Regions from separate parts of the Mus musculus genome. Here region 2 is linked to region 1. A link is a contact called in public ChIA-PET data. All regions are on one chromosome and are shown on one strand. Each heading gives the region's core, a stretch centred on a gene start, on an enhancer-like site or on the middle of the called end of the contact. The rest is flanking DNA. Distances are from core to core; before and after follow the strand shown.

Region 1 (4,795 bases), core at 2,035-4,534:
TTAACTCAGAGTCATATATTCTGCAAGCTCCTCGGTCTTTCATGTTACAAAGTCATTGTGGGTCTCCTAAAAAGCAGACATGCACAGGGCTTCTAAGTTACTAACCACAAACCATTTTTCATGAGACTAACAATCTTTAGAACTCATGTTTGGAAATGCTATTGATGGTGGAATTTAGGTTTGAGAGTTAGAGCAAAAGTGTCGTTAGCAGCCTTGGCAGCCCCTGGTGCATCTGGGACTCAGGCATAAGACACTTCTTCATGTGCAGGTTCAGGGCTGTCTCGCTCTAGCCTTGGTCTCATGGTGTTGGTGCCCCAAGTTTTGTTGTTGTTTTGTTTTAATAACTGTGATTAAAAAGAAACATTTCTTAGGCTTATATTTAATGTTTTGATAAGATTTTATATGCAGACAGATTAAAATATTATAATTTTTGTACTTTTTATATATTGAAATTGAAAGTATGAAAGCATTTGTGACATTTTGTGATTTATTTTTTAAAACTGATTATATATGTTTACAATGAGTTCCCACAAAATAGATTTGTGATACCTGGTTTTTTTTTTTGTTTTGTTTTCTTTTGTTTTTTTTTAGTGAGAGCAAATGTTTGTTTCTTGATCCATGATAAACTTCAGGTTAAAATGAGCTACAAATTGGGCTTTGGGCCCAAGGAAAGGAGCAGAAATAGCCTTAAGAGTTGGCTATGGCAGACATTCTGTGAACAGGTCGCTACTTGATCCTCTGAGAATCAAAGTCAGGGTGTTTTATCTTATGTACTGTAATGATTAAACAACAACAGAAACACAAAGCATGAGAGAGGAGGAGGGGGACAAGACACGGACTTGGTCACTGTCATCCCCTGAGAGTGATGCTGACTTCGGAACTTTCTATATTCACTCTCAAATGATGCTCTCTCTTTGACGCTCTATGTCAGTGTTTCTGCCTCTGCCTTTTGACAGACATAGGTAATATCAGGAGTCTTTTTCCTTTTCTTAGAAACCTCACTCAGGTCAATCTGTGCCTTTACGTGTTGACTTTAAAACGTCAAAGAATAGGGTCTGGAGAGATGGCTTAGTGGCTAAAAAGAGCCTTACAGAGGATTTGAGTTTCGTCCTCAGCATCTGAGTGGCATGGCAGCTTGCCGCCATCCATAACTCTAGTCCCAGGGAGCCTGGTACCTTCCTCTGAGTTTGCATGCACATACACACAGGCATGAACACTTGTGTGTAAACAATGTGCTTCTAGTCATTTTGGCAACTATTTTGCAAAAATAGACAGGAGTTGTAACATTTTGCCACAGCTTAATCTGGTTTTCTTTTTCAGTAGCTTTATTTCTGGGCATTGTAACAGGTCAGGTGTGTCAGTACTTGGGCATTGCCATGTTCACCTCTCACTACACAGCTTGCCTAGTATAGAATGTGTTTGTGTGTGTCTGGCACATCAGCACCCCCTGAGCCACCAGAACAACCCCACAGTTGGGACTTCACTGTGAAGCTGTAGCTCCCAGCACCAGCAAGCCCGTGCACCCACAATGAAAACAGTGGTCGTCTTTTGAGAGAGCTGTTTTTCATGTTCATTTCTGGAAAGAATCATGGATCTGTCAGATTGCTATGTGAGAGCTGTGAGAAGCTAAACAATTAAAACATTTCTGGTGAAATGTTCCCTGGGCTCCGAGTCAGTGTGTATGACAAAGACCAATGACATTTCTAATGCCCACCAAGCAGTGTACAGTCCTTCCCTTCTGACCTTCCTCCTCTTTCTGAAGCAGCCAATGACTGACTGTCCTTCAATGGCAGCTATGTTTCACACCTTCGCAGACATGCACATACACACAGCAGAACCCTCGTTGTGCCCTTGCTTACAGCAGATGCCTCCCAACAGCACCCTGTTTGAAGCAAGTTGGACTGTTTGACACCAAATGTGTGGGTGAGAAGCAGCGTAGGTGGCTATACTTAAATGGTTTAAAAAATCATATCATTTGAATGCTAGTTTTCAAGGGTTTTAAAACACAGTTTACAAGCACAAAGACACTTTGTGAACTAGTTATGTAGTTTGCCAATAATATTTAGGGCTGAATTTTAGGGGAGTGTCCATGTGACAGGAAAATATTTGAATTTATGTCTTTTAAAAATATCTAGAAATGTAAGAGATTACAGATTTTAGGATATCTGATGGATTGTATCAATATATCTGAACATATACATAGTTACGATCCAGAGGCGATGCTGATCAATAACCGCCCAAATAGGATCTCACATTATCCTCTATTTGGGGATTCCCCACAATTAGATGTGTCATTTTTGGATTGGCTTTTCTGTCTAACCTGCAGTGGAATCCTACACATAAATCACATGGGATGCTTGTCTGATGAAGCCTGCAGCAAGACAGATGTCTTCAGATGACCCTGTGAGCAAGCTACCTTCACAGATTCCCCACTGGGTGACACTGCATGGATAGATGAGGTGCCAGTTTAGCCTCTGACTCATACCTGACTTCCATTCTCTAGACCTGTCTCCCATTAGGCAATCTGCAGTGTATCGCAGCTGGCAGAAGATAAAGGCACTGAGACTCACATAACCAGCAGAGTCTATCTCAGAAGACACATTTACCTGGCTCTGTACTATCAAGTCTCTCACTGAAACCTCAGTTTTACCCAGGAGGCCTTAGGCCCATATAAACTGTGACTGGCAAAGCTGACACTTCAGTCCAGACAGACTTCTGGCCCCAGGCCCACATTCTTGACCCAAGCACTATGAAGTCTCCAAGCTGCCCTGTGAAATCTGGGTCTAATCTTGAGCTACAATAGGGCGAGTGTGTTAGCGGCCCAGGGCAGATGGGAACCAGATGAGATGTTCACCTGGGCTGGCTCACATTTTCCCAGACAGCAGCAAGTTGCTCCCTTTTATAAGCCACAGCTGGCCCTGCCTAAGCTATATGATTTCTGATTTGAAAAAGAACTTTTCTTTCACCTCCCAATTCCTGTTCTCATACAAGCATCACTTTCCCAGATGTCCGTTGGCTTAGAAGTTCTGTGTCAGGGAGTTATTAAAGCTTTTGTGTAAACTACGTGAGTGGTTTAGAGTTTTAAGTGTCTTGTCTCAATGCACTGAAGGATGTCTGGATGGGAAATCACCCTTTCCCTCTCCAGTAATCATCTCTCATAATCATACTCTCACCTTCACAGAGTCACCTAACTTGGATCCAAGTGCTCTTGCAGAACTTAAGGAAGTAAAGGCCCCCAGACTTCCCATAAGTGATGTCTTGCATGACAGTTTGCATCACAGGAAGTGGTTTAAAGATAGAAACCCACAAAAATAACAGGAAGTAACAATCACTTTTCCTTAACATCTCTTAACATCAGTGGACTCAGTTCCCCAATAGAAAGACATTGATTAACAGACTGGCTACGTAAACAGGACCCAGCATTTTGCTGCATACAGGAAATGTACCTCAGTGACAAAGACAGAGACTACCTCAGAGTAAAAGGTTGGAAAACATTTTTCTAAGCAAGTGGTCCCAAGAAACAAGCTGGAGTAGCCATTCTAATATCCAATAAAATCAACTTTCAACCAAAAGTTATCAAAAAAGATAAGGAAGGACACTTTATACTGGTCAAATGAAAAATCAACCAAGAAGAACTCTCAATTCTGAATATCTATGGTCCAAATGCAAGGGCACCCACATTCATAAAAGAAACTTTACTAAAGCTCAAAGCACACATTGTACCCCATACAATAATAGTGGGAGACTTCAACACCCCACTTTCAGGAATAGACAGATCAGGGAAACAGAAACTAAACAGAGACACTAACAGAACTTATTAACCAAACGGATCTAACAATATCTATAGAACATTTCATCCTAAAGCAAAAGAATATACCTTCTTCTCAGCACCTCATGGTACCTTCTCCAAAACTGACCATATAATCAGTCACAAAACAGGCCTCAACAGATACAAGAAGATTGAAATTATTCCATGCACACTATCAGATCACCACAGACTAAGGCTGGTCTTAAATATCAATAAAAACAACAGAAAGCACACATACACGTGGAAGCTGAACAATGCTCTACACAATGATAACTCAGTCAAGGAAGAAAAAAAGAAAAAAAATGAAACGCTTTTTAGAATTTAATGAAAATGAAGACACATCATACCAAAATTTATGGGACACAAGGAAAGCAGTTGTAAGAGGAAAACTCATAGCTCTAAGTTCTCCCAAAAGAAATTGGAGAGAGCTTACAGGAGCTTGACAGCACACCTGAAAGCTCTAGAACAAAAAGAAGCAAATACACCCTAGAGGAGTAGATGGCAGGAAATAATCAAACTCAGGGCTGAAATCAACCAAGTAGAAACAAAACCAACTCTACAGAGAATCAAAATCAGAAGCTGTTTTTTTGAGAAAAATCAACAAGGTAGATAAACCCTTAGCCAGACTAACCAGAGGGCACAAAGACAGTATCTAAATTAATAAAATCAGAAATGAAATACAACAAAATATATCTTAAAATGATTCTGTTTGTTGAATATTAACAGTTGAAAATACTAAAATCATGTTCTACAAACAATAAAGCCAACCAACCAAACAAAAAAAGATAGAAATCCTCAGAGACACAGTAGGTACATATCCACTGTAAGAGTCACAAGCAGCCCATAGCACTCATACTGGGACAACAAAAGTAGCCTACAATCTTGTCAGGACGTTTTATTGGTAAGGCTATTGCTTGGGATGCTGATTTAAGGTTTTAGAGAATGTCTAGAAATCAAGAATAGAAACAAACACACATAGGTTTCAGG
Region 2 (4,750 bases), core at 501-3,000, 110 kb after region 1:
GATCCATCCATTTGCCTAGGAATTTCATAAATTCATTGTTTTTAATAGCTGAGTAGTACTCCATTGTGCAAATGTACCACATTTTCTGTATCCATTCCTCTGTTGAGGGGCATCTGGGTTCTTTCCAGCTTCTGGCTATTATAAATAAGACTGCTATAAACATAGTGGAGCATGTGTCCTTCTTACCCATTGGAACATCTTCTGGATATATGCCCAGGAGAGGTATTGCTGGATCTTCCAGTAGTACTATGTCCAATTTTCTGAGGAACTGCCAGACTGATTTCCAGAGTGGTTGTACAAGCTTGCAATCCCACCATCAATGGAGAAGTGTTCCTCTTTCTCCACATCTTCGCCAGCATCTGCTGTCACCTGAATTTTTGATCTTAGCCATTCTGACTGGTGTGAGGTGGAATCTCAGGGTTGTTTTGATTTGCATTTCCCTGATGATTAAGGAGGTTGAACATTTTTTTCAGGTGTTTCTCAGCCCTTTGGTATTCCTCAGTTGAGAATTCTTTGTTCAGTTCTGTGCCCCATTTTTTAATGGGGTTATTTGATTTTCTGGAGTCCAGCGTCTTGAGTTCTTTGTATATATTGGATATTAGTTCCCTATCAGATTTAGGATTGGTAAACATCCTTTCCCAGTCTGTTGGTGGTCTTTTTGTCTTATTGACGGTGTCTTTTGCCTTGCAGAAGCTTTGGAGTTTCATGAGGTCCCATTTGTCAATTCTCGATCTTACAGCACCAGCCATTGCTGTTCTGTTCAGGAATTTTTCCCCTGTGCCCATATCTTCAAGACTTTTCCCCACTTTCTCCTCTATAAGTTTCAGTGTCTCTGGTTTTATGTGGAGTTCCTTGATCCACTTAGACTTGAGCTTTGTACAAGGAGATGAGAATGGATCAATTCACATTCTTCTACATGATAACCACCAGTTGTGCCAGCACCATTTGTTGAAAATGCTGTCTTTTTTCCACTGGATGGTTTTAGCTCCCTTGTCAAAGATCAAGTGACCATAGGTGTGTGGGTTCATTTCTGGGTCTTCAATTCTATTCCACTGATCTATCTGTCTGTCACTATACCAGTACCATGCAGTTTTTTCCCCACAATTGCTCTGTAGTACAGCTTTAGGTCAAGCATGGTGATTTCCCCAGAGGTTCTTTTATCATTGAGAATAGTTTTTGCTATCCTAGGCTTTTTGTTATTCCACATGAATTGCATATTGCTCTTTCTAATTCGTTGAAGAATTGAGTTAGAATTTTGATGGGGATTGCATTGAATTATAATTTATATTTAATATGGATAATTTATGTGTGCATGAATGTGAATATGTATGTAGTTATCAAGGATGGGTCATCTTCTGATGACATGTGAATAAAATATACATTATATATGTATATGTTTCAATGTATATAATTTCTAACATGTGTGATGTATGTTAGTTTATATAACTTAAATTTGGGGCCATCTGTGTGAAAACCAGGACTCCTGACTGCTTACCTGTTCATAACTCCCCTGTGCCAGAGCTTTGCCGTCCACAGCAGGCACTCACTGTCTTCCGTGTGGGCAGAGATGAATGAGCTCTGGCTGCCTGCAACTCAGGGCTTGGCTCTCTGCTCTCCATGGACTTCTCCACTGTGCATCATTCCCCTCCCCTCATCCTGCCACAGCTGTCTCTGCCCCTCCAGGGGTGGGTGGGTGCTACAGCAGGCAAGGAATAGAGCCAAAGGGAAGTGCCCCCTTCCTGGGGCTCATGACTGACAGCCACTGGGCTCACCCCCACAGCAGCAGTGTGCAGTGAGTGCCTCCAGAACAGCTTAGTTTCATTTTCTCTCTTCTTCGAGGAAACCCACTTCTCTCTCCTAGCCCTAAAAGTATCTACAGGCACTTTACCTAGTCCAAGCACATTATAATAATTTTGAAGTCTTTCTCTAACTTTCTTCCAGGTTGCTAAATGTATTGTACTCAAGGATAAACCTCTAGAAAAATCTAAAAAACTATGTAATTGCTGTTGCCTTAATTTAGTGAAGCATATTCTTAAGAATTTGCACAAAAAGCATATGGCCATTTCCATTTCCCTTTTTTTCTTGTTTCTCCTCTAATTAGTCCTGAGAGTTATTCACCACTGCCAACACTTTCTCTTTCTCCAAGTGCTCCACTTCCAGAGGTGTCCTTCACTGAGCCTCATGTAGTAGCCCCTCGTTAGGCACCACATGCCAGAGCCTGCTGGTCAGTCAATGGGAAAACCATGACTGGGAAAGTAAGGATTGGAAAAAGGTTGGGAGGGCTAACAGTAAATACTGTGCACTGAGTGTTGGGTTTATACAAGGATAAAGAGAGAAGGAATATATTCTATGGAGGTGTGGTGAGGTGTGGGGGGAGTGGATGCCTCCGCAGGCCTATGCTGAGGCACTCCCCCTCCTGGTCCCCCTAGAGTTTATTCAGGGAATGGAGAGGGGAATTAAGAGGGTAGTCGAGGCAGAGAAAGGGAGGGAGGGAGGGAGGGAGGGAGGGAGGGAGGGAGGGAGGGAGGGAGGGAGGGAGAGTAGAGGAGTAGAGGCCTGCTATAAGCACATGGAGAAAGAGGGGGCAAGGGAATGGGGGAAAGGAATGGAAGGGAACCAGAGAGGAGCAAGGGAACAAGAGAGCAGGGAAGGGGCAAGCAGCCCCTTTTATAGTGAGTCAGGCATACCTGCCAGGTAACTGTGAGGCAGACCTTAGACAGAATGTTAGCACCCAGTATATTCTCTCAGTGTCTTTTAAAGGCAAGCAACAGAAAGCATGACCAATTCCAGAAAGTTAAGCAATAACCACAAATGCTTACATGGCGAGTTTATGGTACACAGTATCTATGTTTGACCAAGGCCATTTCCTTCAGGCTTGGACAGTCTCTCAAGGACATATGTGTAAGGAGAGGAACTTGGCAGAATAAAACACACATCTTAAGTAAAAACAAAGACAGCTGACGGCTGACTCATTCATTATTAATCACAAGCAAGAAATTAGCCAAAGTTAACACTGGATGTGCTTCCCACAAAAGTTTCTGTGTTCAGACACAGTAGAAGTTGGCTTCGGATCCCATTACAGATAGTTGTGAGCCACCTTGTGATTGCTGGGAATTGAACTTAGGAACTCTGGAAGAGCAGTCAGTGCTCTTAACCACTGAGTCATCTCCTCCCCAGCCCATCCATATTCTTAAAGTTCATATTCAGGCCTTACAATAAGATGTTCCAGAAGGAAACACTCCCTGGGACCAAAGAAAATTTAGCAAAGGTCATCTCTCTGAGATTTCCTCCAAAGGACAGGCTGAGCCTGCCACATCGCAGAGGTCAGAGATCCAGTAAAGAACTTAGGCCTGGACAAACCATGGTAGCGGAATCTTAGGCCAGAGTCAAATGCACCTCAAACCCGGGGAAATTTCCAAGCACTGGCCTGAGGCCAAGGTAGGAGGAGTTAAATGGGTGACAGCAAAGAAAGCCCGGGTTATTTACATAGGAAAGTTACTTAGCAAATCTGTAGCTTTTCTGGTCACTGCCTGAGTTGTGAAAGCCTTGGGAAGCTGACCAAACTGTTCTCTTAGGCCAGAAGTTACCTTTGTGGGGAAGAACCAGTTTATTAGACCTGACCAAAGGGGCTCCTCCTGGTCTGACAGTGCTGATACGAGGAGCCAACACCTTTAACCCTACAACTCCCCAATGAATTGGACACACTGCCCAAGTACACCTGTTCAATCCTGGCCCCTATCATCAGAGATGCTATCTTTTTCTATCTTTTTTTTTAATGAGATATTTTTTTTAATTTACATTTCAAATGTAATCCCTTTTCCTAGTTTCCTCTCCAAAAATCCCCCTCTCCCCTCTCCCAACCCCCTGTTCCCCAACCCATCCACTTCTGATTCCTGACCCTGGCATTCCCCTGTACTGGGGCACAGAACCTTCACAGGACCAAGGGCCTCTCCTCCCACTGATGATCGACTAGGCCATTCTCTGCTACATATGCAGCTAGAGACCCAAGTCCCACCATGTGTTTTCTTTGATTGGTGGTTTAGTCCCAGGGAGTTCCGGGGGTTCTGGTTAGTTCATACTGATTTTCCTCCTATAGGGCTGCAAACCCCTTCAGCTCCTTGGGTACTTTCTCTAGTTCCTTCAATGAGGACCCTGTGCTCCATCCAATGGATGCTATCTTCGAGCAAGCCATATGGGAACAGATGCCCCAATTCCATGAAAGCAAAACTAGATGAAACTTTAATACAGAAATGGAACACAACAAATTGGCTATGCATAGCAGAATTCCCTAATTTACCATGGTACAGCAACCGGCCTGGGACTATGGTATTAGAACTAAAAAATTCCCAGACATAAAACAGTGGAAACCAATGGCATCTAGCATAAACATTACAAACAGCTGTTAGTACTTACTGACACCATTCCATAACTATGGACAACAGTGACACCATGGTGAAAAGCAAAGTCTTACACGTACAGCACTACAACACATATGTGCTACCCTGTAGGAGTAGAAGGCAGCATTGGAAGGACACAGACCCCCAACATAGCTTATAATTGTCTGAGAAAAACATCAAAACCAAATCCCAGCACTCGGGAGGCAGAGGCAGGCAGATTTCTGAGTTCGAGGCCAGCCTGGTCTACAGAGTGAGTTCCAGGACAGCCAGGGCTATACAGAGAAATCCTGTCTCGAAAAAACAAAAACAGAACAAAATTTCTACTTTGAAACCAATGGAATATGACATGTTCC

Evidence for each region. ChIA-PET counts read pairs in DNA pulled down with a chosen protein or histone mark.
Region 2: a contact with region 1 is called in an RNA polymerase II ChIA-PET map of effector CD8 T cells, with 23 read pairs. The contact joins two enhancer-like sites. A contact is called at or near these places in 2 of 15 datasets of contacts at CTCF or cohesin (CD8 T cells and pro-B cells), 52 of 484 Hi-C or Micro-C datasets (3T3-L1-derived adipocytes, the AML12 cell line, B cells and 38 more), 9 of 115 datasets of contacts at active chromatin or transcription factors (the 230-238 cell line, CD8 T cells, the HPC-7 cell line and 6 more) and 5 of 9 other capture datasets (adipose tissue, bone marrow-derived macrophages, embryonic stem cells and 2 more).

The regions. Positions count from the first base shown.
Region 1 is chr1:52,650,262-52,655,056 of GRCm38.p6, forward strand. Nemp2 (nuclear envelope integral membrane protein 2) reads left to right here. Exons shown (of 9, transcript NM_001142647.1): 9 at 1-1,658. Among named protein-coding and RNA genes, the nearest start is that of Nemp2, 22 kb to the left of the region's middle. Within about 2 kb of position 3,285, at least 79 of the 459 cell types and tissues checked have an H3K27ac peak or open chromatin away from gene starts, as enhancers often do. A contact at or near this core is called in CD8 T cells, the G1E-ER4 cell line, the HPC-7 cell line and 9 more, where this site is marked.
Region 2 is chr1:52,762,506-52,767,255 of GRCm38.p6, forward strand. No RefSeq gene overlaps it. Among named protein-coding and RNA genes, the nearest start is that of Mfsd6, 38 kb to the left of the region's middle. Within about 2 kb of position 1,751, at least 112 of the 459 cell types and tissues checked have an H3K27ac peak or open chromatin away from gene starts, as enhancers often do. A contact at or near this core is called in CD8 T cells, the G1E-ER4 cell line, the HPC-7 cell line and 9 more, where this site is marked.